2 separate regions of the Zea mays genome follow, and region 2 is linked to region 1. The links are chromatin contacts, called in public Hi-C maps. All regions are on one chromosome and are shown on one strand. Each heading gives the region's core, a stretch centred on a gene start, on an enhancer-like site or on the middle of the called end of the contact. The rest is flanking DNA. Distances are from core to core; before and after follow the strand shown.

Region 1 (7,742 bases), core at 1,406-3,905:
AGTTTGGGCGGAAAATATTATGTGTGTTTTCTTCTAAAAGCAGGTGTTATCTACTTACAAGTAGAAGTAGGTTTTTTCATCTCATTCAATGGTCACAAAAGAATTTTCCCTTCATGGCATGTTAAACAAATAGATGTCCTCAATGACAACCCAATTTTTTTAAAAAAAAACTACTAATTTTTTTTTAAAAACTACTAAACAGAAAAATAATGTAACACTGGAACTCTAGAAGTGTGATGATTATTCTGGATTGGTGAGAGCGTCAGACACCTACAATTAAGGCACACTTTTCATATATTTACTACTACCTCCATTCACAAATATATGACGCTGTTGACTTTTTCAATAACTTTAATCACTCGTCTTATTTAAAATATTTATTCGAAAATATAAAATTAAGTCACGCTCAAAAGATTTTGAGTGATAAAACAAATCACAACAAAATAAATGATAACTCATTTTTTAATAAAACGAATGGTCAAAGTTTTTGAAAAATCAACGGTGGCATATGTTTGTGAACACTTGACTGAGTGGGTGGCATACATAACTCTTAAATTTTTATATTCATTGTTTTCGTTTAGGTTGGAGCTTTATAAAGAATATTGTAAACAATCTCTACGCATTAAATAGAATGCAGAAAATTAATTGTTTATGAAGCAAAATCCAACTAGTAATTTCTAGATTAGGCATGCAATCATACAGTTAACTATAACAATATTGTGTTTGATAAGAATCTCATGCAATAAAAAGATCACCGACCTGAGGAAGAATTTATGTCTACTCCCTGGTATACAACAAAATTGGGTTGGTTCCCAATAATATCAGACTGCTGCACCATGGGTGCAGGCCCAGACCCAAGCCCTGAATAATACAAAATTATTAGAAACATATGAGGTCTATCCATGGACTAAACCAACTTAAACTCAGTATCTTTTTTAGTGCTGACAGAACCAATAACAAATGTTTCTCCAAGTTATAAGCAATAGCATCATGTGTTATCAATAGTAATTGTAAATGTAAGCTTTGTTGCATTCAAAATAATTAGTCATACCTAACAATTTATACCTAACAAGGCTAAAGGCTCCTTGCTGTATTGGGATCATGCCCGTTTAAGGCCTTGTTCGGTTATTTCAATTACACGTGGATTGAAGTGGATTGGGTGGGATTGAGATGTATTTTGACTTGCTATGAATTTAAACCAACTCGATCCCACCCAATCCACATGGTTTAATAGCAAAACGAACAAGCCCTAAGGCTTGTTCGTTTTGACATGATTCCATGTGGATTGCATGGTATTGAGTCGGTTTAAATTCATAATAAGTTAAAATCCATCTCAATATCACACAATCCCCTCCAATCCACATGGAACGGAAATAACCGAACAAGCCCTTAGGCTTTATTTGGTTACTCTAGTATTTACCTCAATACACATGGATTGGGGTGGATTAGGGTGTAAGTTAGCCCTTAGGCTTTGTTTGTGTATTGAGGCAAATACTAGAGTAGTAGAGTACCCAGACAAAGCCTTTAAGGGGCTGTATGAATCGCTTAGACACCTTACTTCTTTTTAATATAATGATATACACCTCTCTTGTGTGTTTGAGAGGGGAAAAGGCTAAATGTTCCTACCCTCCAGCAGATTTGTGTACAGACAATTATTTCCTTGAGGCAGAAGTATGTGACACCCAAAAGTCCTGCTTGGTTCCGCAGAGGGCACAGAAATCATCTAAAATTCATTACTGTGTCCGTTGCTCAAATAGGGCACATATATCATCTAAAATCAATTATTGTGTCTGTTGCTCAAAAGACACGTTATTTGTGATAAATCAAATGTAGGAACATGTGACCTTCAGGAGATGTTTCATTCAAATAGAATCTAGCCCAAATGCAACATACAAGTACAACTCGATGGATACTTATGAGTAGATGTTCAAACAGCTCGTAAGTTGCACCCTTAGAGTCTGTTCGTTTTGATCACAATCCATATGGATTAGACGGGATTGGATGTGTTTGAATCCATAGCAAGTCAAATTCTTCATAAGTTCTTCCGGTCCCATCCAATCCATGTCGAATAGGAATAACTGAAGAAGGCCTTACCTGGTGCAGCTAATGCTGGATTGACACCATTTGGCTTCGGATGGAAGTATCTGCATGAATCCCCATACTTGCAAGCCCCCTGCAGCACGAAGAGATTGACCTCAAAATTCAGAGTGGCCTACTCTTGGTGCATGTGAGGCAGCGACTATAATAAGTTACCGACGCAACGTGAGATGACTCACCGTGCGGACGAAGTGGTGACAGATGCCCTTGGCGAGGGTGCCGTCAGGCAGGAGGAGGGAGGAAGCGCCGCCATGCTGGTCTGCGGACGAAGGAAAGAGAGGAGTCAACCGGAAAGAACTGAGCGGACCCGGGCGCGGTGGCAGACACGGTATTCGACGAAACGCGCCAACCAGAGAGCAGAGGAAGCGACGACCGGGACGGGGGAGGGGAAGAGGGGAGGATTCCCGGCTGACCTTGGTGGCGAATGGAGTCGTACCAGAGGGCGCGGGCGCGTTGGTGCTGCACGCCCTGGAGGTGGCGCTTCCGGGCGGCGGGGGTGTCCTGGAACTGCTTGTCGCAGTAGTCGCAGTAGTACTTCCCCAAGGGCATCGTGTTGGGTGTTGGCAGCTCTGGTCTCTACTGAGAATTTCCACACGATTTTTTACAAAAACTGAGAATTTCCTTTGCTAATCCGAAGCCTAGCCAAAACCAAGAGATTTACTATTTTGTCATTATTACTGATGGGTTTCAAAAATTTAGCATTAGACTCACAAATCATAGATATAGATAGATTTATAAATTATCGACATAGATAGACACACAAAATACAGATGACATAATAGAGATGGCATAATAGCGGGGAGACAGGATACCAATTATTCCCTCCAAAACCATAGAGGCACAACCAAATAAACATCTGTAGTTGAACAGTCCGACACTCGATTGCAGCTTGTCGAACGTGGGAACAGTGACTAAACTGCTTTAGGGCCTGTTTGTTTACCCCCATGGATTATATAATCTGGATTATTTTTGGAGGATTATATAATCTGGATTATATAATCTGGATTATATAATCTGAGTAGTCCTGTTTGTTTATCCAGATTATTTGAGTTGTTAATAGGATTCTTTTGTATGAGGAAGACAAGAATGCCAATGGTGGGTTATAATGGCAATGGTGGGTAATTTCTAGGAAACTTGAAAGGGTAGTGGAGAAGTGGAAAAAAATAATCTGAAATAAGCACCTCCTCACTTGCTTATGGATTATCATAATCCAGGAGTTAGATTATATAATCTCGACAAATAAGCTAGACTGTTTGTTTGCCTCTTAGGATTATTTAATCCAGATTATATAATCTGAGGGGTAAACAAACAGGCCCTTAGTCCATATTAATTTCTTATGAAAAATGACTAAACTTAGTCCATCGAAAATTGTTAGAAAAAATTGTTTGAGGAACTAAAAATTAATCCATCTATTTTAGTTTTATTTAATTTCTAAATTGTCAAATATGGGAATAAAACAGCGACCAAATTGTTTTAGTCCATATTAATTTCACTTATCCCTAGTTTATTTTAGTTATGCTAATGGCGGAAGAATGTTAAGAACATTTTAGTTTTCAAGTCATTTAATATGTTATGAATACTTTTAGTCCTTGGAATCAAATAGAGTAAAGACTAAACTTTAGTCCCTCGAGTGAGGTTAGTTTGGTTGGAGCGGCTCTATTCCAATTTTTTAGAATAGAATCATTCTATTTCGCATTTGACAAGCAGAACAGAGTCACTTCATTTTTTTGTTTGGTTAAGAGTAGAATAGAGCAGAGCTACTCCGTTCTTTGCTTGATTGGAAAGACATACGGTTGTAGAAGGAAGTAGAGGGAGGAGAGCGCTCGTGTATGTTCGTTTTGACGGAGCGGGAGCATTTAAACTATTTATGGTAAATTTCTAAAACTTCAGGAGCCGCTCTGCTCCGCTTTTCTTGGAAACTAAACATAAAAAAAATAGGAATATAGTCGATCCATTTTCCTCCACTTCTCAACTAAACACACTCTAAAGGAACTCTCCACTTCTCAACCAAACAACCCTCGACGCCTCAAAATCTAACCGGACACTGAAAGAACCTGTCTGGTATGGCTGTTAACAACAGCTAACTTCGATAGAGCCAAGCATACTTCATTTTACAAAGAGTAGTTTTCAAAGGAACCGGAGAACCATACCTGCCATTTCACGGGAACCGTTTTTTTTCAAGAAACCGGAGCTACAGTCTATGATTCCTCTCTCCCCAGAAGGACCACTTGGAATGCAGTCCTGCCAAGCACTGAGTAGCATCTGCGTGTCACATTTCCTCGTCAGTCGTCTCAAACGCTGCAATAATGCAACTTTCTGGTAAGAACGATCAAGTCAGCATACTTCCAGACCGATCGAACAACGTACTCGTCCCTCCGTCTCAAAGAATATAACTATAAGTGGTATGCCAATTAAACTCGTTAGTTAAACTAATTCATATTTAACCAAGTTTCTAGTAAATAGTATTTACATTATAGCTTTAAATCAACTTATTACAAAAATACATTTTATAATTAATCAAGGCCCCGTTTGTTTCGTTGAAATTGAATTTTATTTTAATAGTTATAATTTAGATAAAACTAATTAAGTTCATATATTTATATATGTAATATATTTATATATTATCTTAAATCACATGAAAGAGATAGTTATATACTACATTTATGTTATAGCGAAGCAAGTAGAAGGGTGTGCTATAAATTGTACATCGGAAAAACAGTATGTAAATCTATATAATCAATTTTCATCTCTCACCCCATAAATGAGATAGGCTTATATGATAACTTTAGAAAGTGGTGTAATGTCACATTCTAAAAAAAAGTAGTCTATTCTATTAGTAAGATTTTAATTCCTCAAAATGGAAAGAAATTCTAAAAAAAGTAGTCTATTCTATTAGTAAGATTTCACATTCTTTTTAGAATAGGGAGTACATCTGAACTAAAATATTGTGGCAAAAATCAACAGCTGATTCCACAGCCAGTGCAATAACAGACAAGTGCAAGCTGGTAGTCAATACTCAATAGGCAACAGGTAGCTAGGAATTCTGAAACAATACGGTAGCAATCTGGGTCTGGAGACAAGGAAACATGGAAAAACGAAGTGAATCCATACATAGATTCAAGCTACCATAAATACATTCATACTGCTCTATAACAAATTACAAGATCAACTATGGCAATCTCGAGTAAGCGTCAGTTAGTAGGAAGGGGGGTGCCGTTACATGTCACTGCGACATAGACTACTCAGCTACACAGGTCACATTGTCGTACAAGTACGTAACCTTGCATCTTCAACAACAGGCTCGCATGCCTCAGATCGTCAAACATCCCAGGGGAAATTCACAATTGCAACCACAGGTTCCAGTCTCAAGGCGCGGTCATTTCACAATCCAACATAGGAGCATTGCTTCTTTGCATGTTCTGGAATCAATTTCGCGACAATGTCTGATGGGACTCCTTTAAGTTCTGCAGAACAGAGGTGGCGAGCATGTAAGGTGGTGATATACAAAGAACAAACTTAGTACTACACTGCTACCTGGTTGTAGCAGCTATGATAACGATGTTGAATTATGTAGGCATGAAACATACCGTGAGGCTTGAAATTGAATAGTGGTGGCAAAAAGCGACCATTTGGAAGGCGAGTATTAGGATCTCGAAGCTCATCAAAGAATGGGTGAACAAGTGCCTCCATCTGGACAAAACATTCATGAAGATCTTAGAAAACCAAAGTCAACAGGGGTATTTCCATCATGTATAATGTACAATGGCATGCACTTACAGCAGTGCATCTCAGATTTGGGGAGTACTGGAGTAGCCGAGAGACCAGATCAACAGCTTCTGGCGGCATCCTTTTGTGGAATACCTGAAAGATAAAATGTACAAAAAGTAAATTAGTAACACAACAGTAACAGTTTTCTTAGAGTATTGTAACAAAATGTAGAAAGATTTGAGCACCTTGTGCCATGGGTGTGCTTTGATTTGTGGGAACTTAAACTCTGTGTAATTTGGGTTCATGCATTTAATTTCTTCCCTTGTTGGCGTACCGAGGACCTGCCATACAAAATCATTTTAGGGGTGATCAGATTTTATGCTTCTATAGAAGACAATTCACAAGCTTGTAGAACCGACAATTACCTTGATGATTTCAACAAGTTGGTCCACACCACTTTCACCCGGAAACAAAGGCTGTCCAAATAGTTCTTGTAAGACAGTGTGAACTGAAAGGACCTTGTTGGCTTGAAAACCTTTTTTAAAATGGCAATAAAAATTTGAGACACCTTACCTGCCCTAGCATAAGCTCAGCAAGAACACATCCAGCAGACCAAATGTCAATCGCTGTGGTATACTCAGTGGCACCAAATATGAGCTCTGGAGCCCTATAGTATCGGGAGCAGATGTACGATATGTTTGGTTCCCCCTTGACCAGAACTTTTGCACTGCCAAAGTCACATAGTTTAAGCTGGTGGGTGTGTGGGTTCACCTGTAGTGAAGTTTGAACATCAATTTCAAAGTACAAATCATTTCTTTACAAAAAGATACAGTAGCAAAATAGCAGATTTTCCAGCATACCAGAAGGTTTTGTGGCTTAATATCTCTGTGGCAGACACCAATAGTGCCATGAATGTAAGCCAATGCCCTACATATCTGCCAAAATCCAATATAATATCAAATATTGAAAAAGAACTAGCACATTCATTGGAGCAGACAATATTTAGGCGAAATGAAATATGTTTGTTAGTTTCAACATCAAACAGGGCCCAAAACATAAGCTTTAAGGTATAATTAAAACAACAGCAAAAAGGAACAGGACAAACCATTACCTGGTACATATACAGCTTCACATAAATAAGTGGCATGCGTTGGTTCATCTTGTTGTGATGCTTCACAACTCGATGAACTGTCTCCGGCACATACTCAAGGACCAAGTTCAGATAAAGCTCATCCTTCTCGGTAGTTGAAAAGAAGCAATGCTTCAAAGCAACAACATTAGGGTGGTCAAGAAGGCGCATGGTCTGCAACTCGCGGTTCTTGTAACGCTTATCCTGAAGAACCTTCTTTATGGCAACAGTCTCACCCGTCTCCAAACACTTAGCCTATGAACAGGTGAAATGGCATCTGATTAAGAAAGGTGATTTATAGCACGCAAGATATGAAGATCTAAAACATGTGCAGCGCCGTGGAAAGCAACACCACAGGCGGCTACATAATAGTACATATCAAAGTCAGTCACAAGTTATTGCAAATAACCTGGAAGACGATCCCAAAAGAACCTTGACCTACAATGCGCTCAGCCATGTAGCTCACTGTCTGCAAATGCAACCAATAAATACACATTATTATACAAAAAGAATCTGACAAAACTGATCAGAACAACTCCACAATCTTATAAGTTAGCAACATGGATATATTGGCAATATGCAAAAGAAGGACATTAAATTATGGTCTTGACTCTCAATTATTAGATTCAGACATGCACTAAAAACATGTAGAATAGTTGATAAATCATGATCAAATGCAGTAAAGCACTCACCTGTTTTGGTTGACCATTCTTGCCACCAGTAGTGGTGACAATTATGTGCCCAGTTTCAGTCCCTTTCCCATTAATTATGGTTGCTTCAACTTCCTGCATTTGGCATTCACACCAAA
Region 2 (7,742 bases), core at 3,808-6,307, 130 kb after region 1:
ACTAAAACTGGCCTTATGTTATTATGATATATTCCCTGAGTCGTAATAGATGACGTTTGAGCTCTGGACACAGTAATCAAGAGCAGTGAAAGAAGTTAATAGTACATAGAAAACGACAAAAAGAAGAATTGAAATAAAGATTATTAGAAAAAGAAAAGGTTGTATTAGAAATAGAAAGTAAAAATGACAGGTAATAAACTAACAGCTAGCAATAACATAAGCAGCTCGCGTAAAACCAGAACACACTCTCATGAGTGAAATATTCTGATTTTATATACTACTTGTGGCTCCGCGTACAACTTATTGAGAAAAAGGTTATATTCGGTCAATCAAAACAATCATCTAAAAACCATTAGAGCACTGGTATACTTGCCAGGTAATGTACATGGAACAACATTGATCAGGCTGGCCAGTAACCGGATAAAGCTTGTGATTCAGGAACTGCTCACATCCATCGAGAGTTTGACAATCTCGTGGAATGGACGAGCTCAAGGAGTGCTTAGAACACAAAAAGGAATTAACCAACTTTGTGCATTGTCTTAATCGGCTGCCATGAATGGGTCAACATCACCAAGATCAGCAATCAGGGGCTCCAAGTCTTCAGGCTCACCTTCACGCGTGAAGTATGTAGGAAATGGGAGCAAAGCCGTGTCAGGTTTCTTATATATAGAATCCTTAACGAAAATAAAGCTACCTTGAGGACCAGGAACCTGCAAAAAGGGCAACGAAAGATACATAGAACACAACTTCTATGCTTCAACAAAATCTGCTGTGACATCAGAAATAAAGTAACCTGGCCCTTCAGATACAGTAAGTTCCTGGCTGGGTCTATTTGATAGACCCATACATTCTTCACTGTGCGTTGCACACCACCCATGCGTCCAGGCATTTTTCTGTTTTTGAAAACCTGAAATTTTCCAATCTGTGTCATTACATGTGAAAGGCTGGCTGCTGCAGTACTGCTTTTTGCATACATTATCGAGCTCCTATCACATTCCACCAATGGGTGCGAATGTAACAAAAAAAACTAATCCCTGCTGTGGAATCAGACTGTAATCGGACCGCTTCTGTCTGTCAATACGTAATACAATGATATGCAGTTCTCCTGTGTGTTGAGGGAAAAAAAAGTACACTCCTATCAAAACAATTTAAACTAAGTGACTTCCTGCATGACAGATATCAGTGTTGTTTCAAAGCATTAGTTCATGGGCTTTAAGTCGAGACAAAAAAAGTTCATGAGCTTTGTAATAGTAAACATTACATCTACATTTTTGCCCAGTGGAAGCCCAGATCTGAGCAAATAACATACTTCAGGAGGCAACCTTGTACAATGATATCATTTTCACAGTATAGCCCAAGTAAAAAAACATTGAGAACATACTAACAATACATACGGTCTCGTCATCTTAACTATTGAAAAACATGAAAAAACATGTGAATAAATACTTAAAATCAATACATAAATGTGGTACTGTTATATAACGTACCCTTCCAGGAGCATCTCTTTGACCAGTAGAGCCACCACTGCGATGCGCCAAAGATGTTCCATGTGATGCAGGCATCCCACCAAAACCATATCTTTTCATTACACCCTACAAGATTAAAAAAAGGTAAAATAGTTAAACGTTGACAACGAAGACATATTACTTTGTTCTAGAAGGGAAAGCGGTTTAACAATCAGCAGAGTCATATTACTTCTGTAATCACGATGTTTTAATGAAGAATTGACCAGTTTTGCGCGCTGTAACACTAACACATTTCCCCAAGAAAATTAATGTAAGATATTAGAAATCATGGGAGGACTTGCACTACCATGCAAAGAAGTCCTCAAGAGCTTGGCGATTTACCAAATACTGGCCCACCGAGTTTCTCAAACCTCAATAAGCCTTTTTTTTCTTGTGGATGGATGTTACCAGCTACCAAAGCAGCACAATGCACATAAAAATAGAATCACTCACACTGCCTTGCCCTCTCACATGTCCATCCAATTTCTGCTCTTTTATGTGCAAAGAGTTTATAGAAAAGCTATTCAAGATTGGAAAATACACTGATCCCACAATAACACTATGAATAAATATAGTTTCTAAGATGCACACTACTTTGGACATTATGGCATTTAATTCTCAGAAAAAAACAGTCATAATCTAATATTTGAAAAGATGGAAATTTTCATTAACTCTTTGTTATCTCATAGAACACTACTATGATTTGTAGGGAACGTATCCTGTGGCTCCAAGGGGTGTCGTGCTCACATGCACATTTTAAATCTAGGACATCCAACTAACATCCAACGGTAATAGCTAATTTTACGAATAACCCCTCCCACGAGGGGAGGGAGGTGGCAGGGGTTATTTATAAAATTGGTGCTGCTGTTAGATGCAAGATGGATGTTCCAGATTTAAAATGTGCATGTGAGCACGGTACCCCTTTGAGCACAGGATACGTGCCTAATTTGTAACGGGCACCGGTCAAATTGTAAGTTTTTTGCACTACAGAAAATATTCCACCAACTGTAAGAAACACATACAGTGTTTCTTTTTTATCAGAAAAGCTAACATATAAATTGCGAGAGAACAATTTTAATCAAATAAATGTTTGAAATGGAGCAATTTAAATTCAGGGCATAAACTAGAAACTTAAGTATTACAAATATCTCTTGCATAATTCACTCTGGTGTCATTTCAACTAATCAAATAGAGATGTTGCTGAAAGAAAGTAAGAAACACAACTAAAACCCTGGTGATAGCTTATCTCGTTTACAGCAAAGTAGTGAACTGTCTTGACAAGTGAAATCACAGAAAATTAGGACAAGAAGAATACATACTGCAAAACCTTTCCCCTTCGTGATTCCAGTGACATCAACAAATTGTCCAGGAACAAAGTGACGAACTGTGATGCTTGTGCCAACAGGAAGAAGCGCATCCTCAGTGACAGGAAATTCCCTTAGCTTTCTTTTCAGAGGCACTCCCTGTGCTCTAAAGTGGCCAACTTCAGGCTTTGTTAGGTGTTTTTCCTTCTTTTGACCTGCTCCAAGCTAACAAATACAAGGAAAATAATTTAGAAATTTAGCAATACATTTTTTGTGAAGTAAAGATGAATGAAAGGAACAAAGAAACAAATAAATAAGTTAAGTAGTTAACCACTCTGCATTGTATTAGATCAACTAAACAAAAAATAAAGCAGGATACTTCTTACAAAAAATAAGGCAGCACTGTCCCGGTCGATGGTTGACCAAGGTCCGAGGGCGCAGCATGGCGGCGGCGGCACAGTGGCACCTAGAGTAGCAGCGGCTAGGGTTAACGAGCCCATGTCCTTGTCCGTGTGTTTCTGTGTCCGTGTGGGCTGTGCGGTAGGGAGGCCGAGCAGCTGGTGCCTAGTTCACGGGCTGAGGAAGTGAGGAGGCTGAGTGGCTGACAAGGAGATGAGGAGCCTGCCGCTTAGGGATTATGAAAACTGGGACCCACATGTCATATGTCCATCGGGTGACGGATATGGATACCGTATATCCATGCCCACGAAATTTTTACACGTGGATACCTTATAGTAACCATACCCGTACCTGCGGATACGAAAATCCACCATATCCGTACCCGACGGATAAATAACTGCGGTTATTTACCCATAACTGTGCTCATTGCCATCCCTACTTACTAGTGGCTTATTCATGGTGAAAGTTTATGAGATGCTTTATGGTTAGCGGTTACCAAAACTTAGCTCCAGTTAAATTGTCACAATTGACTTATGAACCCCTTGGCAGTAAAAATGATCAAGGATTATGTTGATAGAATAACTTGCATATACCGATATTTTGTTGATGAAGAGAGTGAAATGGCACAAGAACAAAAGAAAATTTAACACCACCAAACTAAAAGAACTACCATTGTACTCATTTATCTTCCTTTATTTTTTGTAGTTCTTTTGGTAGGCACTGCAGGAATAGCCATAACCAGAGCATTGCCGCATGAGTTCAGAAACATGGAAAATTGGAAAGACAATCCCATGTTTCTCATTCGTTTGGAATACCACCACATAAAACATTTTGTTGCAAAGACCCACCACTACCCAACTCGGTTGTAGCAGAAACCATCCCACCAATATGAAACAAGCTGATTCCCCCTGCTTTTGCTATCCTGGAGTGCCTGATGCATTCTTTATAAAAGTTTGATACTCTAAAAATACAAGCCCCACATTTCATTACATCCATCAGTTTATGCTATTGCAAAAAAAAAAAAAAAAAAAATCACCACAACATGGTCCAAGCACCAGAACAAGCTTTACTAGTGGCTCCACATGGGCAAAGACTGGCAGAATCTGCTGATCCTATGCTCTGTGGACTAGCTTTTGCAACAGAATCAACTAGGGCCTAGGCATTTGCAACAAAACTTATCAAAATACAAGTGAATGTGGGATACTTTGCCATTTCCCATTAAAAGTTAACTAACCTACTGCTTTAAAGTAGTAAATATTGAGAAATGCTGAATCAACAATATATGACTGATCTAAAACAATAATTTACAATATCTCAGCCATTATCATCCAGGTTTAAGAGACATCATTGTTTTCAAGTCAAGCGAGTGAACCGAACCAGCAGCCGATCAATGTTTCATTTGTTTCGGTGGAACACGTTTCACAGAGAGAACTCGGGGAAATTTCGTGTAGCACCTGTAGGGCGAAGAAACCCTCCTTCTCGGCGGTCTTGACCTGGGTAACAACGTTGTCGTCGACCCAGAGGACGGTGATGGGCACCTTGGCGCCCCACTTGTCCCACATCGCCGACATCCCGCACTTGACGCCGATGACGCCGGTGCGCCGCGAGGTGGGGCCCATCACCCCGGACCGTGCCTCGATGATCCGGCCCCCGCCTCCTCCCTCGCCCCCAGCGTCGTCGTCATCGGAATGGGAGACGAAGGCCTCCGCGGAGAAGAGCCGGGAAGGCGGGAAGCGGAGCCACGGGCTCCCGCCGCCGGAGAGTGAGAGGACACGGAGGCGCGCGAGCAGGCCCCTCGAGGCGGCCGCCATTGTTGCGCCTGCGCGAGGGCGGGGAGGCGCGAGGGCGAGATGGGCTCGGGTGGGGTTTACGCGGCGGCGCGGCGAGATGGGTGTGTGCCGCAGGGCGTAGGGTTTACTGAACTGGGAGCCCACGAGGGGAATGAATCGCGCCCAATGCGGGCAAAGCGAGCGCGCACGCGGGCTCACTTGCTAGTGGGCCTGGAGCCCTGGAGTCTACAGGGGTTTCCGCTTTTACGATTTCTGTTTTTGAGAATTTGAGTGCTGCAACGCGAGTACCAAATTAGGTTTAGCGTCTTAATTTAGAACTAGGTAGGTGCCCGTGCGTTGCGACGACACATAAATTGTTGAGGGAGATCTATGACTACTCGTCCGGATCGATGACAGACTATTATTGTTGCTAGGCACCATCATCCGTATAAGGATAGAAGTATCTGGGATAGGATGAGCGTGAAGTTCTACACAAAGCCAAACAGGTGCTTGGTGGCTCTTATCTTACGAAACACAATGGAGATCCTCTTGCATTGACGACAAAGATAACATTAAAAAAACTACAAGATTGATTAAGCTAAAGTAAATGCTTAACATCCGAAAACAAGTATTGTAGTGCAGTGCACTTTAATACGCAAACGCTCCCACTACTCACCTCCGCCTGTAGTTCATAACATCGCATGCAAATTCATCCCCTATCAAAGAACGTGCTGAAGTAAAAAAAGTATCGTATGATTCATCATCATTGAGTTGACTGATCAGTTTTCATAACTATAGTGAAATTGTAGGCTCACGCCACACCATCTGCGATAGCATCATCACTTGGTCATTCACACAAGTGGAAATTGGAATTGCGAGAGCAATAAAAATAGAAGTGAGCAGCCATCCATTTTATTGAAAGCTTCATTTTACCAACAAAATAGTACTAACGATTGTCCTGTGTCTTCGTACTCAAGGCTTCATTTTACCAACAAAATAGCACCCAAAAAACTAAGTACTAACGATTTAAGCTACCAAAATAATAAGGTTCAGTACTTTCTGGTCTAAGGACATGTTTGCTCTGCGCCTTGAACCAATCAAGCTAGGCTGATTCTTGATTCTTTCACTATGCCCGAGACGGTCATAAACAAACAGTAACCATTTTATCCAAACACATCTAAACATACTGCCATCTCAAATTTGTAGAAGATCTCTTGCTATGTTTTGGAGTTGATGAAGACGCCAAACTGGTGAGGACATGAACTGCTACGAGCCCTTGTGCCAAAGGGATTTGAAATGTCGGTGCACAATTGTTACATGAAAATAAACAACACATATTGTGGACCTCACCCTTCTCTCCGGCATCGGTCTCCCGCGTCGACATTATCGGCGTTGTCATCGCCATCCCGCTTCTCCTCTGGTCTCGAGTGGACAAATTCGAGTCGCGCATCCTCGCCATCCGTGATCGCGTTAGCCTGTCCGTTCCCAGATCGCTCGCGTCCTCGTTCCTAGCTCCTGTGTGCTTCGCAATTGTCGCGCCCAACATCTAGTTCTTCATCTCCTTGTACGGTCACAGTGGAAGAGGCACACATATGCTCCAGTGAATCCAAGGAAATCGTGAATTAATGGGGAGGAGAGGATGACGTAACTTCTTTATCTTGGGTTCGGTGAGGGAGTGTCTATCTGCTGGCTTAGGGCCAGGATTTATAGCGTGTTGTTTGTTTCCGACGAGATAAGACTTAGGCAGGTGCCGCGGGGGGAGAGGGAAGGAATAGATCAAGATGTCTTATCCATAAGTTAGATTATATTTAAGATAAGTCTTTTCCATAAGCATGATTATCTTTTTCTATCGGTTAGGTGGAGGAGAGGGGGACGAAATAGATCTACACCACTACGCGTGTGACGCACGACGATGAAAACTCATACTTTAGGTGAAGGAGCTTGGGCTCAGTTGCTGCCCTGGGCATGGTCGGGTCAAGTTTCAGCAACAATCTGTAATCACCTTAGGGTTTATAGGGATTTTTGGGAGAGTTGCTCTGCAACTTCTCCTCTATTGTAATGTTTTTTTTCCTCTCTAATATATAAGATGCGCAGTTCTCCTGCGGTTTCTTAAAAAAAACTCATACTTTAGAGTAGAAATGAGAAGAAGATTAAGAAGATGTAATCCGTCATGTTTATATTAAACCACTTCAACCTGAAACTTAGTATTTATATCCTTCCACCTAAAATAGTATTCCACTCATTTCTATTAAAATTAAAAATCCACTCTCTTCTATTAAAATATACAAAATTCTTAGAGGTAGCTAATAAGTCAGATTGTTGGAACTGCCCTAAACTTACATATAAAAATTGCTTAGAGCTAGGTCATAAGTTGATTGCTGAAGCTGCTTAAAGCTAGCTACTTTGTAAGAGACAACTAACTGAGCCATGTATTAATAATGAAAAATGAAAGGATTACAGATGGACTACACAAAAACTACCGAGTTAATAGATGTATTATTAGCCTTGCTATGAGCCAACAACGGACTAATTGCTCTGAGGGTGACAACTTAGACATTAGAGGCGTTTTAGAACACCAATGAAGGGTGGTCAATAACTGCATGTTATTATCATGTAGATCTGTACCAAAAGGAAGACACATCATGGATACCAGCTCAGACACATTGCAAACATATATCTTAGATTCGATAATGAGTCTTGATATCACATTAGGTACTCGATGAACATATAGTGTGGCGCCATTGCTAGATGAAATAAACCTTAAA

The links. A called contact is a pair of places that touch in the nucleus more often than the background predicts.
Region 2: a contact with region 1 is called in a Hi-C map of tassel, with 3 times the contacts expected there. The contact joins the promoter of LOC100191826 here to the promoter of LOC103634705 in region 1. A contact is called at or near these places in 5 of 25 Hi-C or Micro-C datasets (ear, endosperm, leaf and 1 more) and 2 of 3 datasets of contacts at active chromatin or transcription factors (leaf and seedling).

What each region holds. Positions count from the first base shown.
Region 1 is chr8:6,260,027-6,267,768 of Zm-B73-REFERENCE-NAM-5.0, forward strand. It overlaps LOC103634705 (zinc finger CCCH domain-containing protein 3), which reads right to left and starts at 2,656. Exons shown (of 5, transcript NM_001353228.1): 1 at 2,511-2,656; 2 at 2,277-2,356; 3 at 2,095-2,173; 4 at 760-861. The coding sequence starts at 2,646. It overlaps LOC100282499 (glycogen synthase kinase-3 MsK-3), which reads right to left. Exons shown (of 12, transcript NM_001353227.1): 3 at 7,627-7,719; 4 at 7,344-7,403; 5 at 6,917-7,189; 6 at 6,666-6,740; 7 at 6,379-6,576; 8 at 6,231-6,281; 9 at 6,051-6,146; 10 at 5,875-5,958; 11 at 5,685-5,787; 12 at 5,444-5,561. The coding sequence ends at 5,479. It overlaps LOC109941636 (a long non-coding RNA gene), which reads left to right. Exons shown (of 2, transcript XR_002264332.1): 2 at 1-191.
Region 2 is chr8:6,388,996-6,396,737 of Zm-B73-REFERENCE-NAM-5.0, forward strand. It overlaps LOC100191826 (50S ribosomal protein L3, mitochondrial-like), which reads right to left and starts at 5,058. Exons shown (of 5, transcript NM_001137250.2): 1 at 4,663-5,058; 2 at 2,825-3,034; 3 at 1,488-1,592; 4 at 794-907; 5 at 119-710. The coding sequence starts at 5,019. The coding sequence ends at 540.